2 separate regions of the Mus musculus genome follow, and region 2 is linked to region 1. Evidence: chromatin contacts called from public Hi-C data. All regions are on one chromosome and are shown on one strand. Each heading gives the region's core, a stretch centred on a gene start, on an enhancer-like site or on the middle of the called end of the contact. The rest is flanking DNA. Distances are from core to core; before and after follow the strand shown. Region 1 overlaps Cyp39a1 (cytochrome P450, family 39, subfamily a, polypeptide 1). Region 2 overlaps Rcan2 (regulator of calcineurin 2).

Region 1 (5,014 bases), core at 1,307-3,806:
AAAAAAAAGTGTTTTCTTCCCACAGGAACGCTGGAAAGAGGCAAATTTAGATAAGTACATTTTCTTGGACTACTTCATGGCATTTGGAGGCGGGAAGTTCCAGTGTCCTGGAAGGTTAGTGTCCCAGCTGAACGGCGTCGGTGCAGACGATGTGGAAGAGACAGATGCTCAGGGGACACTCACCATCCATCCCTTTATTATCCAATTACAGGGAAACCCAGGAGGGCACAGTTTGTTCATTTGGTCAGTGCTGGCATGGGATGTCTTTGTGGGAGTGTCTGTGGTGACTTCTCATGAGAAGACACTATACTTGCTAGTGCCAGAGGATATTGGGGCTTCCATGGTTCACACATGGGCAGTCTGAAGCACTGCCCACCTGCCTGTGGGCATATATGTCATCGAAGGGGTATGTGATGCACGCGTGCAGGTGCCTATGTATGTGTGTGTATGTGGAAGGAGGATGCCAGCTTAGGTGTAGTCTCTTAGGAACTTCTCATATTTTCTTTGGATCTTTCACTGGTCTGCAACTGGCCAAGCAGCTTATGCTGGCAGCCCAGTGAGCTCCAGGGCTCTGTCCATGCCCGCCTCCTCAGCACCAGGATTAAAGGTGCATATTATATACCAGATACCCATTTATATACTGTATATATGCTATCTGCTCATTTATATAGGATAAATGCGTGCCACCTGTTTCACGGGGAGAGTTTAAACAGTGCACCAGCACCAGCAAAACTCATCTCTTCCATATCCCATTATTTCCATATTAGAAAACAAGTTCACTAGAGAGAGAAAGATTTATGTTACTTTCAAATTTACATCTATGAGTGTCTGTGTGCGCATCTGTGCATGTGTAGGTAGGTGCCCACAGAGGCCAGAAGAAGGCATCGGAGCCTACAGAACTGGTGTTATCAGTAGATGTGACCTGGTGATGTGGGTGCTTGAACTTGTGTCCTTTGCAAGAGCAGTGTGTTCTCTTGGCTGCTAAGCCATCTTCTCCGGCCCCCCAAAAAGCAGTTCCTAAACAAATGGAGACGTTCACCATCTTTCTCATGCTGTAAGTGCATCCTCGGTGCAGTGCTTCTGAAAGCAGGACATGCAAGTCTCTTACATAAACAGATACTCAATAGTGACCTCTTAGAGTCATCATCTTTGGCTCTGAGCATGATAATTAAAACCAAGGACTGCAGCATTGACATGGAAGCATGAGGCATGGGGCAGTGGTGGACAATTTCCTGATGAGTATTATTTTCAAGAAGAACAATCGTCACTCTCCCTGATAGCTTTTAAGGCTGAGAGACATCTTTCAGTATGAAGGTAATGGGTACCATAAAGGACCCTGAAACTGTAACTCAATCATTAGTGCCGTATTTGAACAAAAACTGTACTTTCAGAATCTATTGAGTTCTTCCTGTATGTAGAGCAGTGTCCTGTGTACCTCAGAGGATTTGGATATGAGAGAACCATATCCCCAACTGCCATGAGGTGAACACCTTGTGTTGACAAGGAAGACATGGGATTCATACATTGCCTCAAGGAATGGAGAATAACAATGTCTGACATGCTACTGAAGCTTCAAGATAGTTGGTGTAACTGGTTAGGAGCATCTTGCTGATCTCACAGGAAAAGTGTCCTTTGAAGGAAACAGAACTTTTCATAGGCTAAGAAAGCCAAATGAGCAAAAGTGATACTGGTACAGAGAAGCTCTGAGCTGATGGTCTTACTGATGTTGGGGCTGGATTGGATCAGGATGGGTTAAGGGAAAAGGTTGGCTGTGAAGATTGGCTTGGTGAATTGGCTTATCTTGGTTGTCAGCATGACACATCTGGGATGCTGATCAATATGGGAAGGCCCAGCCCGCTGTTGGCTGTGCTCTCCCTAGGCAGATGGGTCTGGGCTGTCTAAGAAAGGTAGCTGAATAAGCCATGGGGAGCAAGTCATTAAGCACTAGTTCTTTATGGTCTCTGCTCCCAGGCTCCATGCCTTGACACCCATCCCTCAGTGACCAACTGTAATCTGTAGGATGAAGTAAGCTCTTTCCCAAGTTGCCTCTGGAAATCAAAATTAGGATGCTTTGAATATACATGGCTGTCATAGACGGTGAACCTAGCTAAAGTAGGCACAGGAGGGAGTTTGGAGGCAATATATTAACCATTCCTTTGGGAATTCTGAGTATGAAATGTGGCAAAACACCATATAACCAGACTTTATAGGTTGAATACATATGTTGACTATGCTTCCCCTGTTTTTAAAAATCTCATTAAGTCTAGTTTTCTACTAAGTTTCTGTTTCAAAATATCTTTTCCCCTCCATGTCCCTTATTTTAATCCAGCAACTCACGAAACATTTTGTTTTTTAAATTGTTCAGGCAAGCAAATGACTTCATTTGGGCAACAGTACACCAAGAGAGCTTTCTCCTAGAAATTTAATCCTATGAATCCTTCGTATAAACACCAGCAAATGACACCCATTCCTAATTGGTATAGCAGGGGCCAACTTATTTTCTCATGCCCAAAACACTCAGTGAGTCAAAGAAAGTTGCCTCCAGTGTAGCTGACCGTCGCAGTTCATCATAAACACATACTTGCATGGTGTTGCAGCTGCTGTTTTCTGGAGTATATGCCATTGTGGGGGGGGGGGGAGGGGCGTCCCAAGAGAGTAACAGACATTTCTGGGTAAACAGAAAATTTTGCTGATATATTTGGTACAGCCACAAAATAACTAACAGGCACAATGACAGAGCTGCAGCACCTCTTTGAAAAATTCTAAAGGGATTTGCAGAGGAACCCTTTCTAGGCACTGCCCCATAGCATCATAGGAAGAGGAGAAAGGAAGGGTCTATCATATAGCCAGTCTCTACAGGTTGAATACAAATGTTGACTCTGTCAGACTTAATTTTTTAAAAAAAATCACTACCTTTAAAAATATCACCAATTAAAATGTTCACTTAATTCTATTACTAATAAAGTTCCAGGCTTCCATACATGAACAAGGAAGAGGAAGCAGTGTGAGCTATCAGACTGCTTCATAAATACTAAGATCCAAAATGGAGAGCCCTATCATAGCACACAGGCTCATCTTGAGCTAGGAGATTCAAGTGAAGGAGAAGGATGGGATTTCTTGTTGAGAATTGTTCTTGCATGGGGCTCTCTGGGAGCTGGTGATCTTACAAGGGAACATGCTTTCTCTATTTGCTGGCTTTACCTGGTGCTCACATTTACAAGAGTATATCTTCTTGGCTGTACAAAATACATGGATTAAATTCCAGGGTAAATCCAGGGCTGGAATATTAGCTGAGAGCTTAAGAGTTTTTCCTATTCTTGCAGAGGCCATAGGTTCAGTTCCCAACACCCACCACAGGTGGTTTGCAATTGCCCATAACCGAGTTTTCTGGGATCTGGGCCTCCCAGAGCACCTGCCTCTATGGGGCTCATGTAAACTCACGAAGATACACACATACACACACACACACACACACACACACACACACATAAATAAATGCTTTTAAAGATGCTGATCTTCAACAAGATTGATACTGATCTGTAGCAGCAAGAAAGAAATACTTGGATAAAATGGTGTGATAATAGCAAAACTTCAGTATTTGGAAAAAAATATATGAATTTATCTTTCAAAAATGGGAACTGTTGTACTTTTAGGGGTATAGTTTTTTTTAACTTTTGATTTTTTAAAAAAAATTTTTAGCTACCTTGTGTGTGGGTTCTTTGTGGGTTCTTCTTTTATCTGTCTCCTAACAATATCTTCTCTGGCCCAGCTCAGCTTCTCTTGGCTCAGCTGCCACCACTGTTTTCTCAGTCTACTAACCCTTCACTTTCTATTGTCTTTTATTTTCACTCTGCTCCATCTCCTCTCCTCTCCTCTCCTCTCCTCTCCTCTCCTCTCCTCTCCTCTCCTCTCCTCTCCTCTCCTCTCCTCTCCTCTCCTCTCTTCTCTCTTCTCTCTTCTCTGTCCCTTCTCCTCTCTCTCCATACTCCCCACTCCCCTTTCCCCCTCTCTCCCCTCTCCTCACAGACAAAACCTCTTCCTCCATATAATTGTCTGTGTCCTAACTTAGATCACTTAGCTTAAACACTGCAGAGTTAAAGATAAAAAAAATGTTCTGGAATAGTTTATTGTGGTTGGAGAGATTAGATGTGACAAGATACAAAGATAGGCCTGGTCTTTTCCAGGCTCAAACTTGCTATGCCAGCTTGATCATCTGAGTTCTAAGAATTCCTAATTCCTAGAACCCATGTACAGGTGGAAGGGCAGGACTGGCTACCAAAGATTGTGTGTGCTCTTCACATGCTTCTGTCTTCCTATGTGCATATGTGCACACACACAAACATTTAATAAGACACTAGCCCTACTTAAAGGAAGATGGCACATAGTAAACAACAGAGGACTTACATGTAAAATAACTTCTATATCAGTGTGAAGTTAGAAAAGGCTTTTTTAATCAATAAAAATTTCAATGGCTCTGTCTTCCTGTCAATCTAAAAAGCAATTAAAAAAATTAAAAAAACACCCACAGGAGTTCAACATACCTGTATGCTAGTATCAAAGTTATTATATATTTGGGATTTATTAAGCTTTAAGCTCATTTTTTCTATATATTTATAATGTACATAATATAGTTTTATGGTTATATATTAGTCAGTAAATTATTTTTTTATAATATTGCATTTGAGAAGGGTCATGAATAGCTTTTACCCTTTAATGCATAGAAATGGCACATTGCTTTTGAAGAATGAGCAAATTCAAATCCCCATGGATTTAATGGACAATGATGAAATTACGTGTTATTTTGAGTGATGTGTTCTGGAAATAAAAGTGTCCCTTAAATTCCATTAGGTAAATAGGATAAAATGAAAGCATTCACTCATATATAATTTTTAACATTTCCCTAACATTTAGAAATGCATTCTAATATTTTTGCAGAATATGTGCATATCTGCTAGGGTCTGTAAAAGTGCATTAGGAAAGAGGGCAGATGATGTGCATGTGTCATTAGAGCCAA
Region 2 (4,772 bases), core at 2,010-4,509, 300 kb after region 1:
TCCAAAAAGACGAGTAAAAGGCCAGGGTGTATGTTCATGCTGGCCTGTATCACAGCTCTCACCCACACCAGCCTTAGGTTTCATGACCTTCACATTCATGCTTTTATGCGATTTCTCTCTCTCTCTCTCTCTCTCTCTCTCTCTCTCTCTCTCTCTCTCTCTCTCTCTCTCTCTCTCACACACACACACACACACACACACACACACACACACACACAAAAGCACACACAAGCATTACACACCTCCATTAGATCAGCGTCAGCAGGGTTGCTGACACCACTGGGGTTTGTTGGTTAGCAAGCACTTCTAGTAAGTTCTCCCTCCAAGAACCAGTGCTCAGAGATGCCCTCAAGCTGCACTGAACCATCATCTTCTGCACCCTGCAGATAAAACTGGCTCCAAGAGGGTTCCTCTCATTAGCAGTACCCAAGTATCCTCTTCTGCCTTAGAGCTTTGATCTTAAAAAGAAATAAATTAGAAAAAACAAAACAAAACAAAAAAACACCACCATGGTGATAAACTCCACTTAATCCAACTTATTTAACACAACATTAAATGGGTCACAAGATGTCTACAGTGATTTCAAAGGGGGTTACTCCCTTGCTGGATTAAGGTTTACTTTCCATCCAGATTGTCACATAGTATGGTACAAACAGGGGCAGCATGCTGACTGGTCCTTATCAACTAACTTGGACCAGGGGTCTAATACTTACACCAGTCCTATCTGCAATTTCAGCAACCGTAACTCACAGAGTCTCTATGCACTGCAGAGTGACTCCTCTCCCTGCTTCTATTGCTTTTGCTTCCTGTGCACTTAGGAGCCATAATACTCTGTTTTCCTGGACCAGTCACTTCCATGAAAGTTCCTACTGGACACAGTGGGATGCTGATGGGGATGCTGACAGAGGATCTCATAAAGAGCTTCCTGCCTTGTAGACTGAGGAGACCGTTGAGTGAGCAAAGCACTGGCCATGCAAATAGGAGGGCCTGAGTTCAGATATCTGGAGCCCACGGAAAGCCAGAGACGCTAGGGTATGTCCCTAGTCCTACCGTTCCTATGCCAAGATGGAAGCTATAAATGAGGGGATCCCAAGCACTCATGGCCCAGCCCTCTCTCAGATGAGGAACTAAATAAGAACGAATCCCCAAGGCTGTCTTGTGATCTTCACACCTGAGCCTACAGGAACAAGCAAGCATGCACGTGCATGCAAACACACCTGTGCACATCTCTAAAAGGAATAAAACTTTTTTTGACTCTGAATAAAAAGCAGAGTTGATCTGTATTCGTTTGCCAGGATGTATAACAAAGCACCATAATGTGAATGACATCTGTAACAAGACTTGTTGGCATGCATTTCTGGAGGTTCCAAGATCAAGGTGTGTACAGGGCGATACTCTCTCTCTCTCTCTCTCTCTGAATGTGTTAGGGAAGGACCTGTTCCTGCCTCTTTCCTAGCTTCTGGTCATAACCTGGCATTGGACAACATAGACCCGTTCTTCATGTGGCATTTATTCACTCTGTGTGAGTTTCTGTGTGTTTACCCAACCTCATCCTTTTTTCTAAGGCTATGGACTTAATGACCTCATCTTCACGTGGCCATCTCTAAAGAGACCCTATGATCAAGTGCAGTCACATTCACAAGTACTCAAGGTTAGGACTTCAATTCCTTTTAGGGGGACAGTTCAACGAATAACAGTGACTAAGCAGTATGGCCATCCTTCCCAGCATCACTTGGAAGAGCTTTGATACCTACTACATCATCCAGGGTCCCCGTTTTCAATGTCAGCCTCCAACATTCAAGTCTTTAGCTTGCAAGTTTTCTGTTCCGCTCCTGTTCGATTACCAGTGTGTGGACAGAACCACAAATGGCTGACACCCTGTCATGGGGACTAACAATACTCGTTCTAATCATCAAGTAGAGGCTCACATTACAGACCTAGGACAGCAGGCACGATTCCTGGGCAGGGTGGTTTCTAGGTTGTGATCCTTGTAGGAAGGCAAGATTTAAGGAACTCTTAGAGAGAGGTGAGATGGTTCCAAATAATAGCAGCAGATAGGCCGAGTGTAAGAATATAGACACCATGATTAGGCGAGAACTGGTAAGTCACTCTGACAAAGCACACGGAGAGTGGGTGAATTCAGGAAAAGACTGCTGAGAGGTGACACAGAATCTTCTTGACTAGTTCAAGGACATCTGAACTTGGTGAGACTTGGGGAGTTGGTCACCAAGATACAATCTAGAAGATACTACCTTTAGAAGTCCTTTCTCTGTTGAGTCCTGAAGGATGGGCTGTAAGGAGTGAGGTTTCAGGGGAAGATGGAGATGCTAACAGTTATGGAGACAGTACAGGCTGTAGACCCACCTTCTCTTGTACATGGAGATTGTGTTGCTTCTACTGGTCTATGCTGTTAAGGCACAAATGTTGTTTGACTACACTGTGCATTCAGCAATGGGGAAGACCATGGGAGAGGCTCAAGAAATACCTACTGAGGTGAAATGAAGACATATAGATGCCAGGGAGTGACTTGATTGTAAAACAGGGAACCAGAGGCAATTTTTATAAGGACAACATTTAATTGGGACTGGCTTACAGGTTCAGAGGTTCAGTCCATTATCAAGACAGGAGCATGGCAATGTCCAGCCAAGCATGGTGCAGGAGGAGCTGAGAGTTCTATATCTTCATCTGAAGGCTGCTAGAAGAGTGGCTCTTACATGGTTAGGAGGAAGGTCTCTTTGCCCACCCCCACAGTGACATACTTCCTCCAACAAAGCCGCCCCTCCTAATAGTGCCACTCATTGGGCCAAGCATATTCAAACCACCACAAACAACAGCCAAAGGTGGATGTGCAAGAGGGACAATATCTATGAATGTCCTCTAGGCTGCATATGCTCATGTACACATATGCATATCTATATACCTATGTACCCCCAAGCCAAAGAGACAGTGAGAGGGAGAGAGGGGGGCGAGGGAGAGAGAGAGAGAGAGACAGAGACAGAGAGAGAGACACAGAGAGAGGGACAGAGAGAGAGAGACAGAGAGAGAGAGAGAGACAGAGAGACAGAGAGAGAGACAGAGAGAGAGACAGAGAGAGACAGAGAGAGAGAATGAAAGACTCTTGGGATTATGGCCTTAATGATCACCAACCAGTCACTCACTAACCACTGAAGATTCCGGACAAGCAATAATCCATGCCTATTATACCCCAGAGCTGTGGTTGTGTGAATCATACATCTGGAGGAGAATTTAAAGACTATCTCTGCCAAAACATGTTTGACTCAAGATTACTCAGCCATTAGCAGCAAGTCCTGGGATCAAACAGTAACAGGTCTGACTAACTGGCTGTGTTAGTCAGCTCTCTGTCACTGAGACAAGACACCTAAACTAATCAGTCAATGAAGTTGATTTGGGCTTATGGCTTCAGAGCCTTTGGTCCATGCTCACTTGGTGCTGTGAAGCACAGTTGTCAGGAGGGAACCATGTAAAAGTAATTTTTAAATCTGTTTTTTCCTTTTGGTCCTTTAGTCCCCATCAATAACAACTTTAAGACATTTATTATTATTATTATTATTATTATTATTATTATTATTATTATTATTATTTCTAGGCCATAAGCTTTGGCTCATTCCCTGACTAGCTCGTAACTTATTTAGCCCATTTAAACTATTCTATGTCTATGTGGTTAGTTACCTCTTCTTTAGTCCCAGCCCACTTCTTCCTTAGAATCTCCTCAGTATCTGCATGCTGGTTTACGCCCATCTTCTTGGTCTTGAATCTCATCTCTCTTGGCTCTCCCCTGTGTCTCTCTTTCATTTCCTACTATTTTCCAGAATCCCCTCTCTTCCTGCCAGTGCCTCACCCCCTATTTCTGCCTCAGCTCATTAGCCGTCAGCTTATTTATTGACGAGTGATATTGATAAGAGAATCTTTCTACAGAACCATGATGGAGAAGGCAGACCCACTTACCTCATGGAGGTCAGGAAGCAAAAAAGGAGAGAGAAGAGGGCCGGGGTCTGATCATCACCTTCAGGAGCATATCCTCAATGGTCTAACTTCCTTCTGTGATGCTTCAGCTCTTGAATGTTCTCTCATGTCCAAGGGCATGGCAACCTGAGCTTTTGGAGGGCACTGAGGAGCCAGAGCATTACAGTGCTTGCTGTCCTGAGAAAGGTTAAATGGCTTATTTGTGGTTGGCTAGTTGATAGTGGACAGATGGCAGTTGAATATTTGATAGATGTTAGCTAGGACACAATGACAGACAGGCCTTATTCCATCTGATGTCAGATCGCAGGCTTCCCAATGCACCAAAACATGTTTGACCTATTTCCTTTGCAAACCTTACTAAAGCAGCTTTTAAGACTCTTTCCTGAGGGAGAGGAAGGACAAAAGGAACCAGAGGGGTCAAGGACACCACAGGAAAACCCAAAGAATCAACTAACTTAGGCTCACAGGGGCTCAGAGAAACAGAACTGACAACTAGGGAGCCTGCATGAGTCTGACCTAGGTATGTGTTATAGTTGTAAAGCTTGGTCTTCTTGTAGAACTCCTAACAGTGGGAGCAGGGGCTATCTCTGACTCTCTTGATCTTTTTCCTACTACTGAATTGCCTTGTTCAGCCTTAATTCGAGGGGAGGTGTCTAGTCTTATTTGACATGCTCTTTGGTTGATATCCATGGAAGGCCTGCCCTTTTCTGAAGAGAAATGGAGGGGTAGGTGGGGGAAATGCAGGGAGAGAGTGGGGGAGAGGAAACTGTGGTCAGGATGTAATATAT

The links. A called contact is a pair of places that touch in the nucleus more often than the background predicts.
Region 2: a Hi-C map of muscle stem cells shows a contact between it and region 1, with 2.1 times the contacts expected there. The contact joins two enhancer-like sites. A contact is called at or near these places in 1 of 15 datasets of contacts at CTCF or cohesin (the NIH/3T3 cell line) and 2 of 484 Hi-C or Micro-C datasets (embryonic fibroblasts and muscle stem cells).

The regions. Positions count from the first base shown.
Region 1 is chr17:43,731,900-43,736,913 of GRCm38.p6, forward strand. Cyp39a1 (cytochrome P450, family 39, subfamily a, polypeptide 1) reads left to right here. Exons shown (of 12, transcript NM_018887.4): 10 at 26-114. The region is part of intron 2 of Gm41581 (a long non-coding RNA gene); the gene reads right to left. Among named protein-coding and RNA genes, the nearest start is that of Gm41581, 10 kb to the right of the region's middle. Within about 2 kb of position 2,557, at least 7 of the 459 cell types and tissues checked have an H3K27ac peak or open chromatin away from gene starts, as enhancers often do. A contact at or near this core is called in muscle stem cells, where this site is marked.
Region 2 is chr17:44,031,927-44,036,698 of GRCm38.p6, forward strand. All of the region lies in intron 4 of Rcan2 (regulator of calcineurin 2), which reads left to right. Among named protein-coding and RNA genes, the nearest start is that of Gm34857, 9.4 kb to the right of the region's middle. Within about 2 kb of position 3,260, at least 18 of the 459 cell types and tissues checked have an H3K27ac peak or open chromatin away from gene starts, as enhancers often do. A contact at or near this core is called in muscle stem cells, where this site is marked.